Linked DNA regions of Capra hircus: region 1 is linked to region 2. The links are chromatin contacts, called in public Hi-C maps. All regions are on one chromosome and are shown on one strand. Each heading gives the region's core, a stretch centred on a gene start, on an enhancer-like site or on the middle of the called end of the contact. The rest is flanking DNA. Distances are from core to core; before and after follow the strand shown.

What was found. Hi-C and Micro-C count contacts between places; a contact is called where the count stands out from the background.
Region 1: a Hi-C map of blood shows a contact between it and region 2, with 2.2 times the contacts expected there. The contact joins the enhancer-like site here to the promoter of MTPAP in region 2. A contact is called at or near these places in 2 of 5 Hi-C or Micro-C datasets (both in blood).

The regions. Positions count from the first base shown.
Region 1 is chr13:34,773,299-34,781,047 of ARS1.2, reverse strand. No RefSeq gene overlaps it. Among named protein-coding and RNA genes, the nearest start is that of TRNAW-CCA, 73 kb to the right of the region's middle. Within about 2 kb of position 3,382, at least 1 of the 5 cell types and tissues checked has an H3K27ac peak or open chromatin away from gene starts, as enhancers often do.
Region 2 is chr13:34,620,883-34,628,755 of ARS1.2, reverse strand. MTPAP (poly(A) RNA polymerase, mitochondrial) reads left to right here and starts at 1,741. Exons shown (of 9, transcript XM_013968557.2): 1 at 1,741-1,932; 2 at 6,439-6,611; 3 at 7,101-7,364. The coding sequence starts at 1,779.

The sequences.
Region 1 (7,749 bases), core at 2,133-4,632, 150 kb before region 2:
TATTCAGATCGAAGCTTTGAAGTGACGTTCAGACTGTAGATTGTAACCTGGGAGACATCCCAGGTTGTAGTTGATTGTGAGCGGGGAACACACGGCCCAGGACTGGGTGTAAAGTGAGAAGCGCTATGAGCAGCAGACGAGCTCTGGGATGTGGGTGTCCAGCAAGAGCAGAGGGTCTCGGAGTCAGGAGGGCAGCTCAGGGGACCGTGGTCAGAAGCAGGACAGGGGAGTGTCCGGAAACATGAAAGGACAAAGCAAGACAGTCACCAAGAATATGGAAAAATGGCCCTTGGATTTGCAATAGGAAGAAGCCCCTTGACAGTTGCTCTGGGATGGTCAGAAGCAGGACAGGGGAGTGTCCGGAAACATGAAAGGACAAAGCAAGACAGTCACCAAGAATATGGAAAAATGGCCCTTGGATATGCAATAGGAAGAAGCCCCTTGACAGTTGCTCTGGGATGATTGGGTGACAGTAAGAAAGACGGCCCAGCACAGGTGTCCTTTAAGGTGCACGTTTGAGAAGAGAAGAGAGGTGAGGTGGGTGGTCCTAAGAGGGCGCTGAGCGTCCCTGGGGAAGAAGGGCTGGAGGCTTTGTTTCCGGTGATTTTTATTTTGGGTTTAGTTTTTTGTTTGTTTGTTTCCATGGGGAGAAAATGATCTGATGGTGTTTATAGGTGGAGGGAAACAGCCAGTAGAGAGAGATAGGCTAGCTGTAAGCCAGGAGGGAAAACGGACTTCCTCATGCCCTCCATCCCAGACAAGCCATGTCCCCTGGGCCCCTTCCTGCCTTTGCTCATTCTCACACTTCTCACCTATAAAGCCTACTGAGTAAAAGGGAGAACTATACAGAAGGTTTCTCCATTCCCCAGCTTGAGCCTTTCAGATCTCCAGACTGCAAAGGAAGGAGTTATACAGGTTAAGTGTGTTTATGTAACTTTCTTTGAAATAGTAACCAGCCTTGCAAGCGGACATCAGCAGATGAATGCATCTGATAAAATGCAGCCGGTTCAAAACAGTCACTCACTAGTGTGGCTGATATGTAAGTGGAGACTGTCTTCCTTCTGCACCTGAAGTAGTGGCAGGGATTCACCATCTACCCATTACTCCCCAGTTAAGTCTTCTGATGGAGACTGTTCATATTTCCATGCTTGAACACTGGGTAGTGTGATTCTAGTATAGCCCTGTTCAAACATGAGGTTAATGCTTAGATTTAGAAATCATTTCTAATTTGACTTCCTGCCTAATTATAACAGAGAATTTGTATGCATGTGAAGATATTCAAGCATAGAGTAAACAGTCTCTCTCTATGTATATGTGTGTGTGTGTGTGTGTGTGTGTGTGTGTGTGTGTGTGTGTGTGTGTGTGTGTAGGTAGGTAGGTTATTTGCTAAGTCATGTCTGAGTCTTACAATTCCATGGACTGTAGCCTGCCAGGCTCCTCTGTCCATGGGAGTCTCCAGGCAAGAATATTGGAGTGGGTTGCCATTTCCTTCTCCAGGAGATTTTCCCGACGCAGTGATTAAACTCAGATCTCCTGCATTGCAGGTAGACTTTTTACCAACTGAGCCACCAGGGAAACCCTATATATAAGATTCTACAATCTTGATAATTGTAGAAAATATATTTAGATGACTTTCATTAAGGCCCAGACCATGTTTAATAGGCCCATTTTAATACAAGAAGTTTTGACTACATCCTCACAATTTACCATATAGCACTCTACAGAAACCCACAGTTTTCTAGTTTGTTAATATCATAAACCTCAGGCCATGAAGCCCTTGGCAGGGGTGGGTTCGGCCCCTGCCATGGAGGGAAGTGGGATCTTTGTTGTCTCAATGCAGAGGCATATTAATGTCTTTATCTACATTTTCAGGAGCCCCAGGGCCCTGCACCTAGATTAGCTGAGAGCAGGTCCCAGAGCCACTTAATAAACAGCTTTGAATTGAGTGACATAAACAAGCAGAGAACAAACCCTATTACCTCCCAAGACTTAAGAAAGCGCCAGGATACTGGTCCCTTCTGGCTCCTTCAAGGCCTGACAACATGCAGGGGTCAGCCTGGCATAAGAAGGCAGGCCTCCAAAAAGAGGAGTCTCTCAAAAAAGACACAATTTGGTGACCCTGTGTCTCCATTTCCAACATCCTTAACACACGTGCATTTGGGGACAGCATTAGTCATGACAATGGCCAAGTTCAGAGGTCACTCAGAACCCCTGATGTTCTGTTTGCCCCTCTCCCCCCACCATGGGGCTGCCTTCAGATGGGAAAGATGAAGAGCTGAAATCAAACTGGTCACTTTGTTTCCACAATTAGTTCTCAGGTTGACAGACTCGTTGGCAGGAGAGTCAGGGGCATTTGTCCAGAAGATGCTGCTGTGTGTCTGTCTCCTCCACTCCCCTGCTCCCCTGAGGGCCTCTGTCTGTCTGACATGAGCGTGCGCTGGCAGTGATGTGCCCCTCACCTTCCATGTGTTCAAACACTCAGCAGTTTTAATTAACTGACTGCTGTTCCAAGAACCGACATCAAATAGTCTTATGATCTTTCCTGGTGAGGCAGGAACCACTAGGTAGAGGAGACAGGAAGCAGCCCCGCCCCCACCCCTGCTGGTTCCACTGAGCTGGGGCCAGAAACACCCCATAAACCCTCGGCTGTCATTTAATAGAAATAATGTCATTGGGGAGTTGCCACGGCCCAGTGGCCTCCCGCTGAGCCCAGACTCCAGGGGGAGGAGGGGGTGATGCATGCCAGCTCTCAGTGACCAACCGGTAAACCCTGGCCCCCATCGTACAGATAAAGCACAACAAAGGGGAGCTGCTGGCCGCTATAATAAAAAGGCGGTTCTGACCAGGTTTCTTTTTAACTCAGTGGAATGATGTTGCGAAACAGTTGGGGAGCAGAGAAGTCAAATCAGGAGCTGAAACAAAATGACTTAATTGCTTTGCCACATCCACGCATTTTTAAAATGAGAGGTGCAGCGGGCAAGATTGCATCACCGAGATTTTAAAGCCTTGGTTACTGCAAGCAAACACAGCCGCAAACCTGACGGAAAGCCTGGCCAAGTTGAAATGGATGCGAGGTTGGCTTTATTACAGACGGGTAAAGAGGTACAATTCGTGGGGCAGACAGCTTTCGCATTCCTCTGGCCTGATGTCGTTTTTTAGACAGACGTTGGGCTGGACATTCTGAGCCAAAGGATACGGATGCAGATGGACCAGGCATGTGGTTCTATTTTTCAGCTCTTCTGGAGGTCTCATTACCTAGTGACCCACTCTCTGGTTTTTTGTAGCTGAGCCTCGTCTGAATATTCACTGGAAGGACTGATGTTGAAGCTGAAGCTCCAATACTTTGGCAACATGATGCGAAGAAAAGGCCCTGATGCTGGGAAAGACTGAGGGCAGGAGCAGAAGGGGGAGACAGAGGATGAGATGGTTAGATAGCATCACCGACTCAATGGACATGAGTTCAGTGAAGGACAGGGAAGCCTGGTGTGCTGCAGTCCATGGGGTTGCAAAGAGTAGACATGACTTAGCAACTGAGCAACGACTCATCTTCCTGATCTAATTAACAAGCCCATGCTAGTCTCCCTCTGCCATGACCTTTCACCTCCAACATACCAAATGCAGAGCTGAAAGTGATTTGTGGGGACAAGCGGACTCTGGCCCTTCCAGAGAGTGAAGCCCTGCCTGCTCCATCTGTGGTGCAGGAACTTAGGCAGGTCAATTTCTATGAGTTTCAGGTTCATTATCTCTGAAATCGAGTGAATGATATTAATACCCACTATACTCGTTATCTTCCTGGGTCAGGAAGATCCCCTGGAGAAGGAAATGGCAATCCACTCCAGTATCCTTGCCTGGAAAATCCCATGGACAGAGAAGCCTGGTGGGCTAGAGTCCACGGGGTCGCAAGAGTCGGACACAACTTAGCGACTAAACCACCACCATACTCATTATCTATTGATGCCCAAGCGAATTACCAAAACTTAGCAGCTTAGAACCCCAGACATGGATAATATCCCACATTTTCTGAAAGTCAGGCACCGAGAGCAGTTCAGCAGGGATGCACAGGTTCAGGACTTCCCACAGGGCAGGTGTGGGCTGGAGCCGCATCTTCTGAAGGCTCGAGTTGCGCCGGGGCTCTGCTTTCCCACATGGGGGATCCCTCCTGGGACCCACGTACCCCCAAATCTCAGTTCCTTCCCTGTGGGCCTCTCCCAAGCCATCTAGGTGTCTTCATGACATGGCAACTGGCACCCCCCAGGGTAGGTGATCTGAGGGACAGCACAGAGAAGCCACCATGTCTCTATGCTGAAACCTTGGAAATGCCCTCAGAAATCACTTCTGCTGTGACCTCCTGGCCACACAGACCCACCTGGAGAAGATAAGGGATGGGGAGGCAACAAGTCATGAAGCCCAGGGGACAGGGGTCATGGGGGCGTGGTAGAGGCCACCAGCCCTACCCCCAGAATGGGGCCTTGGAAGTGAGTGTTGCTCAACTAACAGCAGAGACAGGGAACTGATAGAGAAACATATCCAGAAAGGGGCAAGTGAGAGGCAACACTCATTCAGCCAAAATTTATGGTCTCCCATGTGGCTGACACTGTTCGGGGAACTTGGATTATATTAATACACAAAACCAAGACCACTGTGCTCATGCAGCTGACATTCCAGGGAGGGACAGGGGCCATTAAAACAGACATAGTAAGTCAGTAGTTATGCAGCCTGTCACAAACAAGGGAGGACACGCAGAAGAAGGGCCACAATAGTGCACGTATGGGAGATGCAGGTAAACATATTAAAAACATGGAGTCGGGATCAGCCTCCCTGAAACAGGAAGTGGAGAAGGGATTTGTTGGGGGACAGTAGCCAAGCCAGTCTTCAGGGAAAGCAACCCAGGTGAAGCAAGCGGCAGGTGCAGGCCTCACAGGGAGATCACCTCTCACCTGTGATGGGAAGACGACTTGGGCATGGAAGTCAGAGAAAAGTCCCGGGGTGGGACAAGATCATGTGGGTGGTGGCTTAGCGGGGGCCTCCCAGACTCCCATTCCATGAGGGTGAAACTGACCAACTGTAGAGCACAAGGAACTCAATCTTTTATAATAACCCACAAGGGCATTTTCAGTTATATAAAAGAATATATATATATATACCCATTGTGCGTGCGTGGGCATATATATTCTTTTATACATCTGAATCACTGCCAGAATGTGAGACCCAGGTCTGTGCTGAGGCTGTGATTCTGGAGGCTGCTCCTGACCAATGACAAAGCAGAGAAGGGCTCCGAGGCACACACTGGTCTGGGAAACACCAACCCCTCTGCAGGACAGGAGCGGGGAGGGGGTTGCCAGAGATATGAGCACCCTCAGAGCCAGTGTCCTCCTGGCATCTGTCCACCTGCCTCTCCTCTTCACCTGGGGGCTGACGCACTTGGCAGCTTCATGGCTTTCCCTGCCTCCTCTTCCCTTTCCCGATGTTTCCTCATGGGCAGATCCCCTCACAAAATCTTCCCTCGTTCAGTGCCACCTTGGTGTCAGCATCTCAGGAGACAAACCCCTGGGAGAAATAAGAGTGGAAATGAGGCCAAGTGGAAGCCCTGCGGTGATCCAGGCAGCCTGAGGCTAGTGGGGGCTGGGGTGAAACAAGGCGGGACTCTGAGCGTCCCAGCAGAAATCCTCTCCGTGTCTCCCCCACTCCCCCGCACCACCACTTCTTGCTTGGAGGAAATAAGAGTTCATTGAGACCCCTTGACCTTCCCTGAGTTCCAAAGGGAAGGTTCACACAGTTGCTAATCAGGGAAGGGAGGGGATACAGAGACAAGGGAGGAGCTGACAAGAAACTAAGTGCATCAAAAAGTCTGCCCAAAAAAGTCTACAAGTAATAAATGCTGGAGAGGGTGAGGAGAAAAGGGAACCTCCTACACTGTTGATAAGAAAGCAGATGGGTGCAGACACTGCAGAGAACAGCATGGACGTTCCTTAAAAAACTAGATTACCGTAAGACCTCACTCCTGGGCATATATCCAGAGAAAACTATACCTGGAAAAGATACACGCACCCTTATGTTCATAGCAGCACTATTTACAATAGCCAAGACATGAAAGCAACCTTCATGTCCATCAACAGATAAAGAAGGTGTGGTGCATATGTACAATGGAATGCTGCTGCTGCTGCTAAGTCACTTTAGGCGTGTTCGACTCTGTGCGACCCCACAGACGGCAGCCCACCAGGCTTCCCCGTCCCTAGGATTCTCCAGGCAAGCACACTGGAGTGGGTTGCCATTTCCTTCTCCAATGCATGAAAGTGAAAAGTGAAAGTGAAGTCGCTCAGTCGTGTCCGACTCTTAGCGACCCCGTGGACTGCAGCCCACCAGGCTCCTCCATCGATGGGATTTTCCAGGCGAGAGTACTGGAGTGGGGTGCTATTAAAAAGAATGAAATATTGCCATTTGCAGCAACATGAATGGACCCAGAGATTATCATACTAAGGGACTAAATCAGACAGAAAAAGACAAATAATTATGATACCACTTACATGTGGAGTCTGAAAAAAAGTTACACAAATGAACTCATTTACAAAGCACAAATGGACCCACAGACATAGAAAACAAATTTATGGTTACCAAAGGGAAAGTAGGGGAGGGATAAATTAGGAGGATCAGATTAACACACAAACCTTACTACATATAAAATAGAAAACCAACAAGAACCTACTATAGACCACAGGGAACTCTACTCAATATTTTATAATAACCTGCAAGGAAAAGAATCTGAGTATATGCTAGGGTGTGCTTAGTCCCCCAGTCACGTCTGACTCTTTGCGACCCCAAGAACTGTAGCCCACCAGGCTCCTCTGTCCATGGGGATTCTCCAAGCAAGAATACTGGAGTGGGTTGCCATGCTCTCCTCCAGGGGACCTTCCCAACCCAGTGATCAAACCCAGGTCTCCTGCATTGCAGGTAGATTCTTTACCATCTGAGCCACCAGGGAAGCCCATTTATGTGTGTGTATAATTTTATGTAACTGAAACTAACATGACATTGTAAATCAACTATACTTCAATTTAAAAAAAGCAAAGACAAACCTTAACTGGATGTGACGGGAGCTGATGGGAGAAGGGCCCAGCTCTTCCAGTCACCAGCCCTGTTGCTCTGCACTCTCACCTCACCTTTCTGGGCCTGGGCTGCTTCCTCTGTGAAATGAGGGGTTTGGGCTGACAGATTCTCCTGAGTCCTGAAGTGCAGCCAGCCATGTGAGTTCCTCAAGGAGTTCTGATAGATTTCATTTTATCATAAGAAGTTGTTTTAAAATTCAAGCAAAAAAAAAAAAAAAAAAGGAAAAGTAGATCTTATCTCCGTAGTCTTATTAGACTGGTTGAAATCCCTGTGTTTTATTTGAGTTTTGGGAGGAGGAGGAAGAGAGCAGCTGCTGACCCCTGTTCATCCACCCGCAGAGTCTCCATCTCAGGTCTTGTTACCTGTTCAGTTAGACACGGGCAGTAGATAAAAAGATTTAAGAAGACTGCATGGGAGAAGACTGTAAGTTGAGAACATTCTACTCATTATTTTTTTTTCCCCCAGGACTTGGGGAAAAGATCAACCATCAAGAATTACAGTTCTGGAGCAATTCTGGCCACAGTAAGCTAGTTTTCTAGGCTAGAATCACTGGTTTATTGTTCAGTCACTAAGTTGTGTCCAGCTCTGTGACCCCATGGACTGTGTGTAGCCTGCCAGGCTCCTCTGTCCATGGGATTTTCCAAG
Region 2 (7,873 bases), core at 492-2,991:
AACCACAGGATTGAATATGGTTCCCTGTGCCATACAATGGGACCTTGTTGCTTATCCATTCTATATATAATAGTTCGAATCTGTCCGTCCCAACCTCCCATTCCTTCCCTCCCCCATCTACCTATTCCTTAGCAATGTGGGGTAAATTATTGATAGACATAGAGAAACCTGAATGAACTGACCTCAGCTAACCAGAATCACCAACTTATTGACCAAAATGTACATGTGCTGGACTTTCCAAAAGAGCAGTCATTTACAAGAAAATACTCAATGACATGAATGTAACTTTGTATTAAATATTGAGTAGATACAAAATAACATTTATAAACATGTGTACGGTAAGAAGAATTCTGATCCAGTGAACAACTGTAGCCCCACCACACAGTTTAAAAAATAAAACACTATCCACTATCCTTCAAGAATTCTACATTTAATTTTTAAATGGCTAAATTAATGTGTGGACATACTTAGTCTAAAAACGTTTTATAATTAGAATTCTATTGAACAAAAATAGAATGGAATAAATACATAAATAAAACAGATAAGGAGTATTGACAAGAATGTAGAGAAACGGGAACACTCATAAACTAGTCGTGAGAATGAATATGATTCAGCAGCTATGGAAAATAGCCTGCAGTTCCTCAAAAAGTTAAACATATGACCCACCAATTCTACTCCTAGGTATGTATCCAAGAGAAGTGAAAACATATGCTCACACAAAAACTTGTACATGAAAATTCATAGCAGCATTATTTATAGTAACAAAAAGGTGAAGACAACCCAAAGGCCCATGAAGTGATGACTGGATAACCACTTGCGGCATAGTCACACAATGGAATATTATTCTGCCACAGAAAGAAAGAAGGTGCGGATAGATGCTACAACATGGCTCAACCTTGAAATGATTGTATCCAGTCAAAGAAGCTAGTGACAAAAACAAACAAACAAAACACCTCATATGATTCCATGTATATGAAATGTCCAGAAAGGCAATTCCACAGACACACAGAGTAGATAAGTGGTTATTTAGTGCTGGGGGGAGTGTGGTTGTTAGGGGTGGTAGCTGATAGGGGGACAAGGTTTCTTTTGGAGGTAATGAAAGTGTTTCTAAAAATAACGGTGATTGGTGTCCATTTTCGTGAATATACTAAAAATCACTGAATGATGAACCTAAAGGGGTGTATTTTGTAATATATGAATTAAATCGCAATAAAAATATTACCAAAAAATGACAGGGAGGGAGCGCGAGAGGGAGGGAGGAAGGGAAACCCTATTAAACCTACGTTTAACTTCTATTTCTATCCCAGTGTGGCTGTAGAACTTTAGGAATGTTACTTAACTTCTCTAAGCCTTAACTTCCCCATAAATAAATGGGCATAGTAAGAGTTCCTACGTCACAGGGCTGTTGTAAGAATTTAAAAAGTCAACACACGTCAAGGGCATACAGTTTGGTAAAGAAAAAGTGTTGAGTTTATTATATTCTTAAGATTCCCAAGTCAGCGCCCCTTCCTCATGCCCCCGTCTCTGGTTCTGTTTTCAGTGTGAAAGAGTAAGTCGCCTGCTCGTTCCCTTGAGGGTCTTCTTTCAGAGAACCGTGGGAGAGTGGAAATATTTAAGACATGTCAGAAAGCTCAGGTATCCTTATTCAAGCCGCATCTTATTATCTAAGGGAAACGGCCTTTGCTTAGTTTGACCCTCTAGGCGTCCCATCCTTTTCGCCTCAGCGCGCATGCGCGGAAGCCCGGCGCCCCTTCGTTCGTGCTTCTGCCGCTTTGACAATGGCGGCTTGCGGCGTGGGGCTGTTGATCCGTTTGTCCCTGCGCGTTCAGAGAAGCCAAGTCCAGCGCCCTCTTCGCAGGCTTCTCAGTTGCCCAGGAACGGTGGCCGCAGACCTCAGGAGGGAAGAGCAGTCCTCGGGGAATGCGGAGACAGGTGTGGTGCCGGGGCTGTAGCCGCGATCCGCCTCGGGCCAGGGCAGGAGGAAGAGTCTGGAGTCGCGGGCGGGCGCTTGACCTGTGGAAGCGGCCGGGGAGCCTTTGGCCATCGGAGAGGTGTCCCGACCTCGTCTGACCGTGCTCGGGGAATCTAGAGCCGCCGCCGTGGCTCGTGGTCGTAGCGGGGTTTGTGACATTTCTGCCTTCGGGGACTCCGTGTCCAGCAGTGAAGTCGTTCAAGGCTCGTTTGCAGGCCAGGAACACAATTTGCCACTGTTTGACAGTTTGGCGAAACATTGTTGCCAGTAATGGTAGGGATTCCACAGTTCCTTTTTCGGTAGCTTCCTAGCTCACAAATGTAACATTTTGATGCTCACAAGTTGCTGATGGAGGCCGAGCGAAGCCTTGATGAATGAGTAACTGGGATCCCTGGTCCTCCAGTGGAGGCTCTGCCTCTGAAGTTACTGCCTTTTGCTTTATTCTTCTGACCATTTTGAACAAAATCAGCCTGATAGCAGATCTGCAGGGGCTGGAACAGGCAGGAGTTTTAAGGTTATGTGTTGGTGTGTTCAGAAGTCCAGCTACCCCTCTTGAAACCTAAGAGATGCGTATACGCTGTTTACAATTCTTAAAGCAATCTGGCAGGAGATGTATCGTTGTTTCCATTTTAGAGATTTAGACAGAGGCCCAAGGTGTTGAGTGGTTTGCAGCTCAGTTAATTTATACCTCGAGTCCCGCTGTTAAACACCATTTCTTGGAGCTGGAATTTTAAGATATGAAATTATTTCTGGGAACAACTCTAAAACGTGCTAAACCAGGAAAGTGTTTTTCCCCTAAAATAAATGATAGGGTTGCTGTCCTCATCAGACTGTTTGAGAGACTCATTGACAGTGAGTGGGAAATATTGCTTCATATGACAGTTCATTGAAATGCTGATTGGATTGTGTGTAGTAGAAACTGCTTCTGTTAGAATCTCTTTAAGTGACTGAAAATTTGAGTAAGACTTCTGCCAAAGAAGCTATTATAATTTAACATGACTATAGTGGCTTAATTTTAGAGTATTTTCATGTGCTCTTTGAGATACAGAACTATGTGAACTCAGTTTGGAAGGAATTATTATTAGTCCATTTTATAGATATAGAAACAAGTTAGTCTAGGTGGAGAGTTAGTGGTTCAAGCTTATTCAGCTGTTCAATAGCAAAGGTAAGAATAAACCCTTCTGATACCAGTGCTTCATTTAGTAGAACTTCTTTGTTTTCCTTAGGAAATGTGTTTCATTTTGTATCATTAGGGTAATATAACTGGCTAAATATTTAGAGATTCTTGTGAAGCATAACAAGTAACAAAATCCTCATTTGAATTGCTTTTCTGTTTTTAAAGAGAAGTAGATGATTATTCTATATAATTTTATAATTAGAAGAAAATTGAGAAATACCCAGTTGAGTTATTCACTCAGTGCGAGAACTCATTGCCAAAGCTTTGCTAGTAACATTTTCTAATAACAAGGAACCCCCTGTTTCATAAATCAGTCAGTTCATTTTTGATGAGGCTTGGATGGCTAGAAAATATTTATAATGAGCTAAAGCTACTAATTTCCCATTTCCCTGTTGGTCTTAGTTTTGACATAGCTTTCATGTGAGAAATGGAAAGAACTCTGATTTAAGAACAAGAATTTGTATTGTTCAGGACTCTGGGTGCAGATGACAGAAACTAACTCAAATTAAAGGGAAGACCCACCAATCATGTAACCAAACTCCAGAAGGAGACATGACTGCTTTAAGGTCACCTGGATTGATGTGATGAGAGTGAGTTATTTCCTCTGCTGTTCTTGTGGCGGCCTCCTTATCTCAGGTTCTTCTTCTGCAGCTTGTTAATGGTGATGTGGGGAGGAATGGCCGCTAGTAGTAGTTTGCAACTTTGTCCAGTGGGAGAATAATCTTTTGCCTGAATTTGAAAGATCTAAGAAAGAGTTTTTGATCATCATCCCACCCCACACCGCCACCCTCACCTACCGGACCAAGAGGAGCTGTTTCAAATCATTTGAGAGTCCTGGCCCGCGTAGTGGGGCATGGGCGCATGTATGGGAAGATAGCTATTGACAGCCACCCCCTACAACCTCACAGACAGGGTTGTGTGTTACCAGAACAGGGGACATGTGTCAGGCAACCAAGGAGCAGCTGAGCTCTTTAGGAGGCTACCCAGCTTGTTAGATGTTTGATTTGTTTTTTCATCTCTAATGATACTTACCCTGTCTATCTCAAAAGGTTATTATGAAATTCAGAAGAGAGTGTTTTTGTGAAAACTGGGAAGTGCGGCACCAGGGGAAGGGCAGCTGCTGGGTTCTCGCTGGTTTTTGTTCCAGGTTGTAAATACCCTCTTTGTTTGCAGTGCTTCCCTACCAGAGTTTTTATTACTTCTTTCCAGATTCTTTCTGGTTAATCAGCATCCTTCAGATCCCTAATGTCTGGAGCAGAGCGTGTACTCTACGTGTGACCTGACCAGTGAATAGTGAAAAAGTGACTGTACCCCTTGAACTTGGATTTTATATTTATATCGATCTTCTCCCCATTCTCACCCCAGAAGTTAATACATTCTCCTGGCTTATATTGAACTTTCATCAGATCACACTTTTGTTCTTTTATATATCTACTGCTAGCTGATCCCTCCCCTCCTCCCACCCAACCCCCACCCCCTGTTATGTGCCTGTGTGTTTATGTTGTTTTTGATTCTAAATGAAGGACAATATTCTCTGTGTTTTTGCTTATCAGATTATTATCACGACCACTGGAAATTTGAATCTGTCTTAAAATATTAGCACTTACTACTTTTTCCTTCCCACTCTGTGTTCTCTGTACATTTGACAAGCCTTTTTACAAGGTAATGAACTTACGTTACCTGAACTTTCTGACCCCTCTTTCGTGACTTTGTTCTGTCTACATCATTCGTACCTTCTGTTGTTCAAGGCCAGAGCTGTTAGTCCTGTAGACTCTGCCTTCCCCCCTCACCTCTTGTCTTTTCAAGCATGTTTCTCCATCATTCAATAAACTTCTCGATCTCCTTCTCAAATTCAGTGTCTGATCCTCCTCAGTAGTCCAACTGCAGGCAAATACTTGGATAAAAGCACAAAAACATTGTATACTGATGATACTGCAGTGTTGCTTGTGATAGTGATAAAGGTAAACCATCTAAATATTTATCATAGAGGATTAATTAAATTACCATAAATATCCAAGAATACTTACGCAATTATTTTTTAAATGAGGTAAATATATATCTACTGATATGAAAAGATATGGCAGTCTATTAAATATTTAAATGCATATTACAGAACAGAATGTACAGTACATTTTCAGTAATTTCAGTTGTGTGAAAAATGTTTATCTCTGGAGAGGTACAGATGGATATGTTTATATATGCCTTGAAAATGTCTGGAAAAGTATCACACTTAATACTTGGGTATTAGAACTGGAGGAGGATTTATACATTTACTCTATGAAATTTTGCAGTTTGATTTTACTTTTACAATTAGCAGTTGAATATCAGTGTAGACTCAGTAAATATCAGCAGCAAGAAGATCGAGGTGGTGATTACAACTGGAAAAGTGGATAGAAAAACTTGGACCATTAAAAAAAGAAGGAAATAGGGACCAGGTGGAAAGGCTGTCAGTAGACTGAGGTCATCCTTGTCCCAAGGATGGAAGACAGGTTCTCTTCTGTGTTGTTAAAGTAAATACAACACTGTTACTGACATTCTTCCAGAGATGTTGAAGTGAGGTATGACAGAGTGGAGGCAATTCTGCCAAGAAGAGTCAGAAGTCTCCCCAGACCTGAGCGCAATTTGCAGGATGAATGGGAGTTTGTGAGACAGAAAATGAGAAGGTGGGCATTGCAGCCAGAGAGAAGAGGCTGTGAAAGTTCATATTGTGTGTGATGGTGTCGTGTGAAGAGCACTGTAGGTGCGCAGCGTGGAGGAGGAGGAGGTGGTGAAAGTTAACGTGGGTGAGAAGGGGCCAAGGTGCTGGGCACTTCATACTCAGGCCATGGGGCTTAGACCGGACTGGGAACACAGCAAGAAGTCAAAGAATAAGGCTTTCAACTTAAAAAGACTATTTTATAAAGGGGACTTTGGCACCTTTGTTTCATTGCACTTAGGCTTGTATTTCTTTTAGACTTTGAAATGTTACAGCTTATATAGACTTCTTACGTGTGTATTTATAAAAGTGGTTTTACTCTTCTGGTTTTGCTTTGAAAATTTTATGAAACACTCCCTTTTTAGCGCTATTCATTGAATATAGTCAATCAAAACAGTGGACAGCTTAATGGTAATCACAAGGGAATGGTAATAGAAAGGTTGAGAGGAGCACAACTTCACCTTGATAAAGGAGGAGAAGAAAGAAGATGAGGTTAGGATAAAGTTGACTGTAGTCAAGTGTACAGTCTTTATATACCTTATCAAGAGATGCTTTAAAGTTTACGTGTTGGTAATGTCTTTGTCTCATTCATAGGCTCTGAAGACAGGACTCCAAAAAAGAGATTCTCTGTGGTGCAAAACGAGAGACGAGAGCAGGCCCAGCGGACTGTCTTGATCCACTGCCCAAACAATATCAATGAGAAGAAGTTTCTCAAGTTCTTATCCCAGCATGGACCTGTTAACACCCACTTCTTCTATGAAAGTTTTGTAAGTATTTGAGAAACAGTCTGACTTAACAGTCATATATATATTTTTAGTTATTTTTTGCTCTCTTGCCTTTGCAACATGGTAAAGTTATATTTTCTGTTGATATCCTACAGCTTTTTTTAATCTAAATTTCTTTAATGAGGTTTTTTTTAATATGAGAAGTCCTTATAGGAGTATTACAGAATTATAAGCAGAATTATAGCTGAATAATAATTTGACTACTTTAAATCATTCCATTATCTTAGGCATTGGAGCCAGTGGGAGGTCTTTTTTAACTTTTTTAATTTTCTGTGTCAGCATTATTTTCAGCTTCACTTAACTCATACCATTTTATAGTGTTCCTTTTATAGATCTGCTTATAATGGTTTAAAACCATTGCTTGTGTGCATACCATTGTAGATTTTAATAATGAACGTTTTTCATGTTGTGATAATTGCTTTGAAATATGAACTAAAACACTATTAGTTTAAAAATATTAATAGTATTTAGGTATGTGTTCTATTCTTGTTTTTGATCCAGGGTCTTTATGCTGTTGTAGAATTTTGTCAGAAGGAAAGTGTAACTTCGTTGCAGAATATAACCCGGACTCCAAGCCTGGGCCCTGAGGCTGCAATTCCATTCAAGTCACGTTATTTCAATTTAAAATTGAGAACTTCAGTAAACCAGACTTCTGAACTGTCAAGTATTCAATGTAGTAACCAGTCTTCTCCTTCAAGCAAGAAGCTTTATCAGTTACTTTGTTGTGCAGAAAGTGTAAGTTTTTAGGTATACTTCCCCAACTTGATATATGTGTATTTGACTTGTTTTGTACATTTTAAGTTTTTATTAAATATTATTAAATATTCGAATTACAGAGCATACTGACCGAGTGAAAATAAAAGATGCACCATTTGTGATCATAAGAAGTAATCACATTCTTCCAAAGTTTGGGGCCTTTGGATTCTAGTTTTCTCTCTCTTGTCAGACATATAATTGTATATGACATTCTTTTTGTAAACTAAAATATCTTATTTCTGGTTTTATCTCTTTTTTTTTTTTCTGCTCTAGTAATGTTTGTAGTTGTTGGTCAGTCGCTCAGTTGTATCTGACCCTTTGCGACCCCGTGGACTGTAGCATGCCAGGTTTCCCTGTCCTTGACCATCTCCCAGAGTTTGCTCAAACTCATGTCCATTGAGTTGGTGATACTACCATCTCATCCTCTGTCACCCCCTTCTCCTCTTGCTTTCAGTCTTTCCCAGCATCAGGGTCTTTTCCAATGAGTT